2 separate regions of the Neogale vison genome follow, and region 2 is linked to region 1. Evidence: chromatin contacts called from public Hi-C data. All regions are on one chromosome and are shown on one strand. Each heading gives the region's core, a stretch centred on a gene start, on an enhancer-like site or on the middle of the called end of the contact. The rest is flanking DNA. Distances are from core to core; before and after follow the strand shown.

Region 1 (6,853 bases), core at 4,185-6,684:
TTTTTCACATTTCCTCGGCCACCAATGATGGAGTGCTGTGTGCCACAGTTCAATTATTTGGTGTTATCTAATCTAGAATGAAGTTCACATATATTTATGTGAACGAAGGTAAGTGAAATGGGAGGAAAAAGGTAGCGACTAAAATTAAGATCTTAACAAATGTAAAACACATGCCTTAAAGACCGTACTCAGATTTGACAATAGGCCTCCTCTGACAATAATCATTCTCCCTGCCAGCCATTGTGACACACTTTATACTACATGTGACAAGGACGGATTTTTAGTTCTAGTTTTTAAATGCAAGGTCACTTAAGGTAGAACATAGCTAGAAACCTTGGAATAAAAACAACTGGTTAACACCAACTGTCTCCAATTTCAGGAGAAAGGAAACTGATTTCCAGTAAGGGATTAGCCTGTTGCTACTCCTTTTCACTTTCTTGAATCATCCCTCATACCAATTGCTCCAATTGTCTTTTACATTCCTGACTTAGAGCAAACTACCTGAGATCATGCACCAGTGAGATGTGCTTTAAATTATGGGGAGGGAGGGAATACCTGAAAGGAGATTAGTCATGTGGTGACACTGAAGATGGGTAATAGTAACAATAGGTATATTACATGTACTTTTCTGCTTGTTTGCAAATGTCTGTAATAAAAAGTTGTTTCTTTAACCATGCTCCAGTGAAAAGGAGGAAGTCTCCTGGACTCAGCCATTACCTTTCCTGTCCCAACACATCAGTCTTGGCGTCCTCATCTTCTTGCCTATCATCTCGTAAGAAGGCCAAGATACTGGACATGTGTTCTGGATTCCATCACCCGTCCTGAGAGATCTTGCTTTTAAAAGCATCCTCTCTCATTCCCATAGCTCTAATCTCACCCCACGGACTCCTACTCATCATCTTTACGCATTCAAGTTTCCCCAACTTCACAAAGGCCTTCACTTGACAGAGCAGACCTTTGGCAACTCTACATGAAAATAAGCACATTTATACTTCAGAAAAATCCCTATGAACTAAAAGTGGGCTTTGAAAACCAAGTTGACTGGGGGTCTGTGTTTGGTTGACTTAGAATGGACAGTTGCACAGCTCAACATGTGTTGGAAATACCACATAATACAAAAAGATTTGTACTTTTCCAACTAATTTAGTAGCATTACATCAGAGAATGTTTAGGTTGGAAGGGAAACCTCATTTGAACAGGTGAAGAAGGAAGGGTCTCTGATGATAAGGAACACAACTTTACTTAGATTGGGCAGGTTACCCTGTGCTAGGGTGAAGACCACAGTCTTTTGGGTGCTGCACTTCTATGATAAAAGGCCTGGGGTACTTCAATGTACTCAAATCAAATTCCAAATATAATGCAGTAGTAGGGGAAAAATGCTTTATGCCTCTTAAGCATTTTGTACTGTGTACACATGAGTTAAGAGATAGCCGTTTGTTTCTACCAATGAATTAAAATACAAAGCAAGAATATCTTAAACACCTGTCTGAACAGAGGTCTTTTGGGGGTAAGGGAGTGTCAAAGGAAAGGCGGTCTTAGCGGAGGCAAAATCAAGAGCCAGGAAGCAGAAAGATACCCTCAGCTTCACCCAAGCCATGAGGTATAGTGGAAAGTAAAAGATCCCTGGCCACTGCCTGTTAGTTACTATTAGTAGATCTCAGTTGCCTTATCTATAAAATTATAGCCAACAACCAAGATTGTTCTATGGATTCTAACCTGTTAGTTACTATTAGATCTCAGTTGCCTTATCTATAAAATTATAGCCAACAACCAAGATTGTTCTATGGATTCTAAATCAAAGTGCTTAGCATAAAACAGGTGCGCCACGAAGAGTAAATTACTGAGACCCCCGAGAGAGTATCTAAGGGATGTTGAAACCAAACACAACAGTAGGGTTGAAGCAGGTAACCCAAGCGGCCTGAACCTGTAAACCCCCACCCCCACCCCACCCCACCCCACCGCAGAGACCCTTAGGCACAGGCCCTCTGCTCTCCTCATTTGATCTCCGCGATCTCAGCGGAGCTGCTGACTCAGGGAAAATTGGAACCGGCGTGACCATCGGGAAATGTACTTTTTTCTCTTTGCTGAGAGGCCCGAAAACCAACAAGTCTGAAATGGCTGCTGCAACATTCTCAGCAGCGGTGGGGGGTAGGGGAGTGAGAAGATTGGAGCGCAGAGACTTTGCCCCCCAGCAGCATCCCCGGCATTGACCTCTAGCACGGAAACCGCACAAAGTGCTGAGTCACTGGGAGGCGGCACCGCGCGCCTAGAGGCGGGCCTGGCGCAGTCACGTGGCGGGGGCTCTATCACAACAACGACGCGGCGTGCAGCGTGCAGCGCCCGGGGCCCGCGCCGCTTCCTCCCGCGACTGAGCTGCTCTCCGAGCATGCTCAGCTCGACCCCGCGGTTGCGCCGCGTCGCCAGCCTCCCGGCTCCACGGTCCGGGTTTTCCGGGCAGTCCTGGAGGCGGGGCTTGCGGCTGTACCCCGTGTAGGAGGCGGGGAACCCTTGTCGCAGCTGGCGGTGGTTGATTCAGGGGGACTGAGTCCGGGTTTTTTTCCGAGAAGTATGTGAACAGGCATCCGCAGTTGGGCAGGCCTGGAGAAGAGCTGATTCTGCTGTCTACGAGCGCCTTTTCCGCTTAGCGACCATGAAAACCCTAAAAGATCTGTCCGGGGCTGGTCTCTGAAAACTTAGTCGTAGGAGTACAGAAGGAGAAGTAAACTTAAAAATGAAAAACGCTGTCAAATAGAGGGGATTGATTGTTGTTGAATGTGACTTCAGTTGATCTGTGGTGGGTTAACCCCCACCCCTCCCTCCACCTGTAACAGTAATTGGTAAAGGCACTGCGGCGACCATGGTTTAACTTTGACTTAACTGCCCAATAGTGCCACCGTGCCGCACCCGATTTGAGATTGAACAGAGCGCGGGGGCCCTTCAGAGTGCTGGCTGAATTCGGGTGGGAGAGGCCCCCTTTTGTGTCAACCGGAATCTGGGGCTGAATGACTCAAATTACAGTATTAACTGTCACTACATTCAGTACCTCGTAGAGCTTTGGCTAGACTTGAACTTAGTCTCTTAGTGAACCACCCTTGTGCCTGTATTCTTCATTAAAACGAAACTGATACTCTCCCAAGAGCCCAGCTTCAGGTATTGTGAGGAAATCCAGCAGGTGTAGGAGAAAAGTGTGTGCGTTGCAAAGTGTAAATGTCTACACCTGCTGTGTTTCAATTAAGTGGAATGCGAGCTACAGAGATAATCTTAAATTTCTCATGAACCATCTTTAAAAACTAAAAAGAAGCAGGTGAATTAGTTTAAGCACTATACTGTATCTTAACATATCCAAAATACAGTTACAACATGTAGTCAATATATGATTATTAATAAAATATTTACATTTTTATTTTTGTACTGTCTTTGAATCTAGTACCTCTCCTAGGCCACTAAATTTTCATTGGAAATACTCGATCTTTCCATATCAGAAATTTAACATACCCAAAAGTAAATTCACATTCCCGACCTGCTGCAAATTTATGTAAAAGTTTTCCAGTAACCAAATGGAATATCAATTTTGAAATTTATATTTAACTGGGTTAGAATAAAACTAAAATTCAGTTTTACAAATTAGCCATGTGTCAAATACTCAGTAGCCGCATGTGGTTGATGGCTATTGTGTTGAACAATGCAGGCCTATGCAAATGTGAGATGAGATTTTGAGAATAAAAAATGATCTTTTAGGTCCCTCTCCTGCATATGAAACATGAGCAACACAGCCTCCCCAACTTCCTACACTCCCTGCCTTCCATAGGAAGCCAAGATTTATACAAGCACTTTTCTATTAAAAAAAAAAATCAAAACATATAAATCATCTCTACCCTTAGAGGAAGTCACTAGTGTGGAGATTTTTTTAAATGATTTTATCCTACTGTAGAAACAGATGCATGTACAAATGCAACCAAATTAGGGAGAGGAATAGCTGGGACTCAACAGATAAACAGGAATGTGTCAGGTGGACAATTCCAAGCAGGGAAAAACAGTGGAAGGCCAGGACTGAACAAGCCTGGTGATATTGGTGCAGAGGGTAAAGGAAGAGTGGGTGCAGTATATGAGGTTGCTGAGTCAACCATGAACAAGTTAGAATGAGTTTTGGTTTGTATTCTTGCTGTGTGCTCTGGATGGAAACATCACCTGAGCTTCAAACACCCCCACAGCCCTGCCCCCATCCGCACGCCACACATACACACACTCCACTGTGGAAATTACAGCCAGACCTTGGGTATCCATGTCTCCAATCCCTGAGAAGGACACATCCACTATGAAGGGGTGTGGGAGAAGAGAGTCCTACAGCTCTGTATTCATTCAGCAGTTAATGAATGCTTACTAATGTTAGCTTTGTAGTTGATGGATGTGAGCACAATAAATACACACGTTCTGGCCTCAGTACATGTGTGATCTAGTTGCTGTCTCTTTTCCCTCCTTGACATCATCACTCTGTCAACACAGATTTATGGGGGTGAGGTACCGCCTTTCTCTTTCCCACCATGACAGGATCAATCCCAGTTGTTTCTAATATTTTCTCCTTGGTAAGCTCATGAAAACATCATTTTAGTCACATAATGGATGAATATTAGCTTTGGATGGGGGATATGCTGTTGGAGATGATTCCTTTAAACATCCGTCTGAAGATGTTGACAAAGTCCCTTTTGTTGCCATGAGTGGTGTCTGAGCCATCCAAAGACTTTATGTCATCAAATAATTAATTTAGAGAATACACAAATACTTGCAATAACACATTGTATATACATAAACCCTGTAGACAAATTGATTCCTCTTAACAGCCAGGTAATTTATTGGCCATCGACCCCAAGCACGTCTGCATCGTGCGCACTCTTACAACAGCCATAAAAGACAGAATTCATATAATTTTACACGGGTATGGAGATAACGTGCCCAAGATCTCACAGTCAGTAGATAGTGGAAACTGGAATTGAACAGGTGTTTCTTCTGACTCCCAAGCTATGATATTATTACCATACCCTGCAGCTCTCACCTGTTTTTTATGAGCGTGAGGCCTTTTCTCACCTCAAAATGAATACATTGGGTTGTTCATTAATTCAAATAACCAAATTTCTTCCCCAGCTCAAAGTTTATCTCTTCGGGTTAGAGAACACAGGTTTTCCCCTATCTCCTTTGCTTAAAGCGTGCGGAACCTCGCTCCCCACACCCCCGCCCCTTTGACTCCGCCCCAACCACGCCTGCGCACGCCTCCTCCGAGGCCTTCGTTGAGGCTCTTTGGGCGCTCGGCCACACCTCCTCTCCTGCACCGCCTTCTTTCCCCGCCCCCGCCCGTAGTCTATAAAATCCGGAGCGACGGATCGCACCCTGGAGCTGCGAGTGAGCAGATAGGAAGACTGGGCATGCTCTGTGGCGGCGCAGGTCTTGGTCACAAGTAGGAAGAAGCCAGTGCACGACACCGGTAAAGAGAAGCGAGAGCCGCTGCCGCACTGTGGCTGTAGGGTCCGTCGCCGCCGCCTCGGAGCAGCAGCGGGACGGGAGCCGGAGCGGGCGGAGGGCGAGGCCGCCGAGCCGAGAGCCATTCAGCCTGCCCTCCCGTCCTCTGCCTCCGTGTCCGCGCGGCGCGCCGGACCCCTGAGTCGGTCACCTGGGCGGCCAGGACCCCGCGCGGGGGAGCGGAGCGGACCCTCCCTCCGCCAGCTGTGGTCCAAGGGCGCCCCCACGGGGCGCAGCAGCTGCTGCCTCCGCCGCTTTTAGCCGGCAGCTGAGTGTCGGACTCGCGCCCCGCGCGCTGAGCCAGCGGCCGCGGTCAGCCCCGAGGAGAAGGAGGAGGGGGCAGCCATGGGGCTGCTGTCCCAGGGCTCGCCGCTGAGCTGGGAGGAGACCAAGCGCCATGCCGACCACGTGCGGCGGCACGGGATCCTCCAGTTCCTGCACATCTACCACGCCGTCAAGGACCGGCACAAGGACGTGCTCAAGTGGGGCGACGAGGTGAGCGCCCGCGGCCTCCGCCCCCGCCGGGCGCCCCTGTCAGGCCACCTCGCGTCTCCTTTGTTCGGCGAGGCGCGCCCCGCGCCCCCAAGGCTGTCCGCGCCCTGCGGTGCGCCCCGAGGGTCCCCGGACGCGTCCCCGCCCGGGTGCGCTGTCCCTGCTCTCCCCCGACTGGCGTCCGGAGCTCTCCCGAGCTTGGGGCCCTGCCCGAGCCTTCTCACTAGACTTCCCTCTCCCATTCATTCATTCTTAGGGTTTTCCCCTTCGTTGAACAAATGGGTTAGGCGCTGGGAGGGCGCGAGCGTGAGCAAGTGTGACATTTGGTGCCTCCAGGAGTTTTCAGTCTGGTGTATCTGCCGGCCGTGTATCGCGCTCTCGCGTCCGGTGTCAAAATACGCTTTTGCGATCAGTTGAGGGGGCCAGGTTGTCCTAGAAGGACCGTGGCCGCTAGGATTCAGGTCTTCAGGATGTTCGCGTCTGCCCCATCTCCTGCAGGTTCCTTTTTAAACCTCCAGCTGCTTCTCATCAGCTCCCTCTCACTCTCTTCACACGCCCTTCCTCGCCCTCCACGCTTTGCCACCACTTTTTAGGCACAGAACAGGCATTACAACTCGGTTTTCCTGAAGAGGGCGAAACTTTCTTGTACCACCATGCATGGGAACTCTTCAAGCTTCGCAGTTGGGATTTGTTAGTGCCTTTCCGTGGCCTGGATCCTTTCTTTACAAGTCAGTTTCAACATGTGTTCTGCCTAGAGCTGAAATGTCTTTGAATTTTCAATTTGTTGAACCAATTTGTTGAACCATTGTTTATTGGAATGATGTGGAAAGCATTGCGCCCCCCCTTTAGA
Region 2 (7,248 bases), core at 4,349-6,848, 110 kb before region 1:
CAGGCTTCCCATGGAGCAGGGAGCCTGATGGGGTGCACAACCCCAGGACCCTGGGATCATGACCTGAGCCGAAGGCAAACACTTAACAACTGAGCCACCCAGCCACCCCTGATTTTATAATCTTAAACATGGAAAAAGAAAAAAAAGAATAGTCTCACAAAAAAGTAAATGCTACCATACTGTAAGTAAAATCAATTGAGAAGTCCAAGTATAACATCTTCTGATAACTACGCTCAGTATTCTGAAAAATTCTAAAACAATTTAATCAATGGTATTTTAAAGGTTCTGCATATTTGCTAAACTTAATATATTTCAAGTCTGTTTAATACTAAAGCTGCTTAGAGCTGCCTTAAAGGGTCAGACCACTTCATACAAATATTGGGGCGCCTGGGTGGCTCAGATGGGTAAGCATCCAGCTCTTAGTTTTGGCTCAGGTCATGATCTCAGGGTCTTGAGATTGAGCTTGCATTGGGTTCTGCACTGGGTATGGAGTCTGCCTAAGATCCCCTCTCTTCCTCCCTCTGCCCCTCCCCTGATCACCTGCACTCACTCTCTCTCTCTCTAAAAACAAACACATGAACAAAACTGGCTCAAATATTTATAACACTGACAATAGAAAATGGTTCTATTATATATAGAACCATACGTATATAGAATCCATATAAATATGTCCTTATGAGGATATATCTCTATGAGCACATTCCTACACTTAGATTTAATGTCAAAGCAAAGACTGTATCAGTCTTACTCCCATCAACAATGCATGGGGAGTGCCACAGCAAAATCTGATTATTGTGAACACTAAAAAATATTTTAACCATCTGATAAGCAAAATGTGTCCACCAAAAAGTAAAAAGATCTCTGCGTTTCAGTTGACAGTTCCCTGATTATAGTTTAGTTTTAAAAAAATAAGTTGATCAAATATTTGTATTTTATTTTCTGTGAACAACCTAGTTTCCTAGGCACAGCCTTTGAGAATTTTGAGTTGAATTACCTGTTCCTTATTAATTAATTGTTGGAGTTCTTTAAACATGTCAGTTAACCTTTTGTCAAGAATGTTACAAACATCTTTCACTATCAATGCTTGTCTTTTAAACATTTGATGTTTTATAGAAGTTGTGGGGTTTTGTTGTTGCTGCTGCTGTTGTTTGTATTCAGATGTTTCAGTCTTTTCCCTATGACTTCTGGATTTTGGGCTATGCTTAAGAGGGCCTTTCCTACCCTAAAATTAAAACAAACAAAAACCTACTTTGTTCTAGTTTTGTGTGTGTGAGTGTGATCTAGCAATTTCATCCATCTGGATGTTATTTTAGTGACTGCAGAGAGTAGAAATCAGTTGAACTAATGTATCGCTTCAAGTCCTTACCCATTGATTTTTAAGTTCCATATTTATTCTGATATGTATATATATATATATATATATATATGGGACGCCTGGGTGGCTCAGTTGGTTGGACGACTGCCTTCGGCTCGGGGCGTGATCCTGGAGTCCCGGGATCGAGTCCCACATCAGGCTCCCAGCTCCATGGGGAGTCTGCTTCGCTCTCTGACCTTCTCCTCGCTCATGCTCTCTCTCACTGTCTCTCTCTCTCAAATAAATAAATAAAAAATCTGATATATATATATATATATACACACACACACACACACATATTTTATATGGATTCCTGAACTTCAGTATTTTTCTGAGGAAAACTTTAGAATTTTAATCTTTAAGCCCTTCACGTGATGTTTAACTACTATTCTGTAATTGCTGTACAGCTAGATCAGAGACTATCTGGTCATTTCTGCTGTATAAAATGACTTGGCATAGGGAGAGGGTGGTGGGGTTATGGACATTGGGGAAGGTATGTGCTATGGTGAGTGCTGTGAAGTGTGTAAACCCGGCGATTCACAGACCTGTACTCCTGGGGCTAATAATACATTATATGTTTATAAAAATTTTTTAAAAATTAGTAAAATGACTTGGCAGTATAGCTACTGGGAGGTCAAATTTGATAGTATAAATCTTTCTAGAATTGTCTTCAGTGCTTGATGCTGAAGTAAACTCAATAAAATGTGCATTTAGTTTAATATAAGTCTTTAAATCCCTTTTGAAGTTTAATCTACATTACATCATTTAAAAACTATTATGGAAAAGAACGGTTTCTCATTGTAGCATTTCAAAGTCCAAAGAGCTGTTAAAATAAAACCATGCTTTTTTTTTTTTTTTTTTTTTTTAGCAATATCTTGCCTGTGACAGTGTGTTTGCCAACATGGCCCCCAAAAAGAAGACTGTAAAAAAGAGCAAAGGAGATATTAATGAGATGACCATAATCGTAGAAGATAGCCCTCTGAACAAACTAAACACTTTGAATGGGCTCCTAGAAGGAGGCAATGGCTTTAGCTGCCTTTCTTCTGAATTAACAGATGCTTCTTATGGCCCCAACCTCTTGGAAGGCTTAAGTAAAATGAGGCAGGAGAACTTCCTTTGCGACCTAGTCATTGGCACCAAAACGAAGTCCTTTGATGTTCACAAGTCAGTGATGGCTTCGTGCAGTGAATACTTCTACAACATCCTAAAAAAAGACCCATCTACCCAAAGGATAGATCTCAACGATATCTCACCGCTGGGCCTGGCTACTGTCATTGCATATGCCTATACTGGAAAGCTGACGCTCTCTTTGTATACTATAGGAAGCATTATCTCTGCTGCTGTCTATCTTCAGATCCATACCCTTGTAAAGATGTGCAGTGATTTTCTGATACGAGAGATGAGTGTTGAGAACTGCATGTACATTGCTAACATTGCTGAAACATACTCCCTGAAAAATGCCAAAGCAGCAGCCCAAAAATTTATCCGGGATAACTTCCTTGAATTTGCAGAATCAGATCAGTTTTTGAAACTTACATTTGAGCAAATTAATGAACTTCTCATAGATGATGACTTACAGTTGCCTTCTGAAATAGTAGCATTCCAGATTGCAATGAAATGGTTAGAATTTGACCAAAAGAGAGTGAAATATGCTGCAGATCTTCTGAGCAACATCCGCTTTGGTACCATCTCTGCACAAGACCTGGTCAATTACGTTCAGTCTGTACCAAGAATGATGCAAGACGCTGATTGTCACAAACTTCTTGTAGATGCTATGAACTACCACTTACTTCCATATCGTCAAAACACATTGCAGTCTAGGCGCACAAGAATCCGTGGGGGCTGTCGAGTCCTCGTCACTGTTGGGGGACGTCCAGGCCTTACGGAGAAGTCCCTTAGTAGAGACATCCTATACAGAGACCCTGAAAATGGATGGAGCAAGCTTACAGAAATGCCAGCCAAGAGTTTTAATCAGTGTGTGGCTGTGATGGATGGATTTCTTTATGTGGCTGGTGGAGAAGACCAGAATGATGCTAGAAACCAAGCCAAGCATGCAGTCAGCAATTTCTGCAGGTATTTGATCCTTTATTAGGAACTGAAATGGTTCAGTATTGTGAGGAAATTGCTCTGACATAGAAGTAAATGAGTCCTGCCTGTTAGCTTAGTTCATTGGCTCAGTAAATCAATAATGCCACATTACATATGTACAAAAGTCCACATTACATCAACTATATGCATATATAAAATGCACTCCAGATTTCTGAATAAGCCTATGAAATGAGCTGGGAAAATGTGGTTATTCAGATCTTACATGTAAGACATCTGATACCCAGACAAGTTATACCACAAGTGAGTGGTAATTCATATTCTCTCATTTATAGTAACATTCCCTTCACAGTACACTGTTTTTCTGAAAACAAACTGGGTACAAATTTAGTTTTTAACACTGAGTAATAAGAAAGGTCAAAATAATACAGAATTTCTTTTAAATGACTATTACTGATGACTGTCAGATTCATAATTGGCAAATACAATGAGATCATTTAAAATGTGGCAGGTCATTAATTCTTAATATTTTTTGAAGACTGAATTCTATAAAAACTGTCAATTTCTTTCATGCATGTAGAAATAGTTAGGGTATAATATATCCTTCAGAAAATGGAATTCGAATGCCATGTTGTCTGTGTATATTTATAATAAAAACACTTTCATATATATATGAAATGTCAGGAAGTCATGCTTACATCGTGGTATAACGATATACCTCATCATAACTGATGAGGAAGATCTAAAAATTTATAAAGCATATCATGAAAATACCCTTTATTATTTTATGTCTGTGTGTCATTTAAATGAATCCAATTAACTGATTTTTGCCCTTTATAACTATAGTTAAGTTTTGATTTGGAGGTTAAATGGGACAAAAATGAAGGAACATCAAACTATTGCAGGGAGGTCTGTGTTTACAATGCTTTGGAACTACGTAAACAGTTTAAAACAGGTTTTCTAGGACTGCTTATTTTCCTCCTGCTGATAACTCTGTTGGGTACTCAACCGTTTTTGCAGTATTGGTTTCAGTAGTTATAATAACTAATGTCAAACACTGAAAAGACAGATCTCTAAACTGAAAAATCTTACCTATGGATAAGTGCTAGAAAATAGAGAAATATCGAAAGTTAAGACTCTGGTGATGCTTTTGGACATGAGTTCCATTGATCTCATTCTAAGCAGATAGAAGACTTGGTTGAGTGACGTAGCTTTACTGTTCCAATGGCCAGGGGTCTGCCAGACCTGGAGAAGTCCAGTTAGCCAACTGCTATCTAATTAAGCAGTAAGAATGAGCCAGGGATGGCTGGTGTCTGAAGATGCGTGGAACTGACTTAAATGTGGCAGGGTTCCCTTTCTGATTGCCACAGATACCCAGCTTCCACCTGCCTCCCCCACAAGCTCCCGTCTCATAAACACACCCCTCCCCCCATGATGTGGGAGTACGGGAGAAGAGGACTGACGAGTGGCCTCTGTGGGGACTTCTCCAAGAGGCCCGATAAAGGCAACGGTTTTATAAACGGGAGGAGGGGGGAGTCGCAAACTCGTCACACTTCACTGGCTGAGAAACAAACCCCAGCCTGCTGGTGAGGAAGTGCGTTCTGTGCCTAGCGTAGCCTCCCTGCCTGAAGAGTGTCACCGTGGCCCCGCCGTGGGTTGTGGCGTCCCGTGGGTCCCTGGCCGCCGCCAACCTGGCTGTCACACTTGCTCTGCCATTTTCAGATACGATCCCCGCTTCAACACCTGGATCCACCTGGCCAACATGACCCAGAAGCGCACGCACTTCAGCCTGAGCGTGTTCAACGGGCTCCTGTTCGCCGTGGGCGGCCGCAATCCCGAAGGCAGCCTGGCCTCGCTCGAGTGCTACGTGCCCGCCACCAATCAGTGGCAGCCCAAGACGCCCCTGGAGGTGGCGCGCTGCTGCCACGCCAGCGCGGTCGCCGACGGCCGCGTGCTGGTGACCGGCGGCTACATCGGCAGCGCGTACTCGCGCTCCGTGTGCGCGTACGACCCCACCGGCGACTCGTGGCAGGAGCTGCCGGGCCTCAGCACGCCGCGAGGCTGGCACTGCGCGGTCACGCTGGCCGACCGGGTGTACGTGATGGGGGGCAGCCAGCTGGGGCCGCGCGGGGAGCGCGTGGACGTGCTGACCGTGGAGTGCTACAGCCCGGCCAGCGGCCAGTGGAGCTACGCGGCGCCGCTGCTGGTGGGCGTGAGCACCGCGGGCGCCTCGGCGCTGCACGGCCGCGCCTACCTGCTGGGGGGCTGGAACGAGGGCGAGAAGAAGTACAAGAAGTGCATCCAGTGCTTCAGCCCGGAGCTCAACGAGTGGACGGAGGACGACGAGCTGCCCGAGGCCACCGTGGGCGTGTCCTGCTGCACCCTCTCGATGCCCAACAGCGTGACCCGGGAGTCCCGAGCCAGCTCGGTGTCCTCGGTGCCAGTCAGTATCTGAGCCCAGGTAGCTGCGGGGACGCAGGAAGGGCAAACAGGCGTTCGTGGGTTCGCGGAAAGGAAAATACGTACCATTTACTACAATGATTGTATCTTACGCCGTATAGAGGCGTCTGTCTTGGTAGTTTTGAATTCCTGGTAGGGCGGGCGTAATCTACCTCTTAAAAAAAAAAAAAAAAAGGCAAAAGACGGGGCCCTGGCCAACAAAGAAAAGAAACCATTTATTTCAGCGGCCACTAGGTGGCAGACAGAATTCGTCGTAGGCACTCGTCCCACCGGGGCATGGCCCCTTCGTGGATAGCGGTTACACCCACATTTGAGATTTTTCTTCTACCTTTAGTACACATGAAGCTTATGTGAGTAAGCAATTTCAGGTACGAAAGTTGATCTTCTTCTCTCGTCTTTTTCTTTAGGAAATTAAAAGTGTTCAGTTATAGCTTTTATTTTAAAATGGAAGTCCATCTATATCCATAAAGATTAAATTCTACGTTTAAATACAGTTTCTTTTCCCTTACGCGACTGAGTAAAGAATATTGAAAGGCGTCCCATGATAAAGTTCTAAAACTTAAAACAAGGTTTGACTGGAGAGTAACAGGGATTCCTCCCTGGACTGTCACACTGATCCCTTTGGTTTATCCCTTAATTCTTCTCTAATTCTGTGCCTCAGTCCCCAGGGTATTTGCTATCGAAAAATACTTGCTCTCAAAGAAGAAGCTACTAGTCATTTAGTTTATGGTGTAAATTTTGTAAATTTCAGTCATTTTGTTGTTTCTCCTGGACGTATTTGCACTTTAACCTTTGTCCCCTATTAAAGGAATTGCCAGTATCATGGCAGTCTTACTTTGACCCTAAAAAGATGCAACCTTGACCCTAATATATGCCCCAAGAAGAACACCAGATAAAACTATGGCTGTAAGGACTATTAACTTAAAGCTTATATATCCCGTAGATTATACGACTGATAGCAATAATTTGATTTCCCTCATTTTTTATATGGATGAGAATGAAGGGAACATTTGGAATTCTTAGGTTTGGCAGTAACAGGATGAATGGCTTCTCCTGTTGGTAAATGTCACCGTTTCCCATTTCACAGCAATTCTCCTGATTTCCTAATTAAAACTCTAACACATTCATTTCACATGGACATAATAATGCCCTTCTGTTCTATATGTTTTAACTTCATCTGCTCCAAATTAGCTTTGCAAATTAAAATGTATCCACTGGATATCATTTTTCTTACATATTTGCCAAGTTTTAGAGCAAGGGAATGATTGTAGTAAATGATATATATTTTCCTTTCTTACAATTAATCACTCTACTCTTTGGTGGTTTATTTGTTTTGGAGATGTGGCCTATCAATTATGGGTTATGTGCAATTGGTTTTTGAAAAATAA

Evidence for each region. Hi-C and Micro-C count contacts between places; a contact is called where the count stands out from the background.
Region 2: a contact with region 1 is called in a Hi-C map of muscle, with 5 times the contacts expected there. The contact joins the enhancer-like site here to the promoter of GCLC in region 1. A contact is called at or near these places in 2 of 3 Hi-C or Micro-C datasets (fibroblasts and muscle).

Annotation. Positions count from the first base shown.
Region 1 is chr1:99,528,001-99,534,853 of ASM_NN_V1, reverse strand. It overlaps GCLC (glutamate--cysteine ligase catalytic subunit), which reads left to right and starts at 5,434. Exons shown (of 16, transcript XM_044252954.1): 1 at 5,434-6,006. The coding sequence starts at 5,857.
Region 2 is chr1:99,633,956-99,641,203 of ASM_NN_V1, reverse strand. It overlaps KLHL31 (kelch-like protein 31), which reads left to right. Exons shown (of 5, transcript XM_044252977.1): 4 at 2,223-3,427; 5 at 5,123-7,248. The coding sequence starts at 2,256. The coding sequence ends at 5,855. Among named protein-coding and RNA genes, the nearest start is that of KLHL31, 70 kb to the left of the region's middle. Within about 2 kb of position 5,598, the one cell type or tissue checked has open chromatin away from gene starts, as enhancers often do. A contact at or near this core is called in fibroblasts, where this site is marked.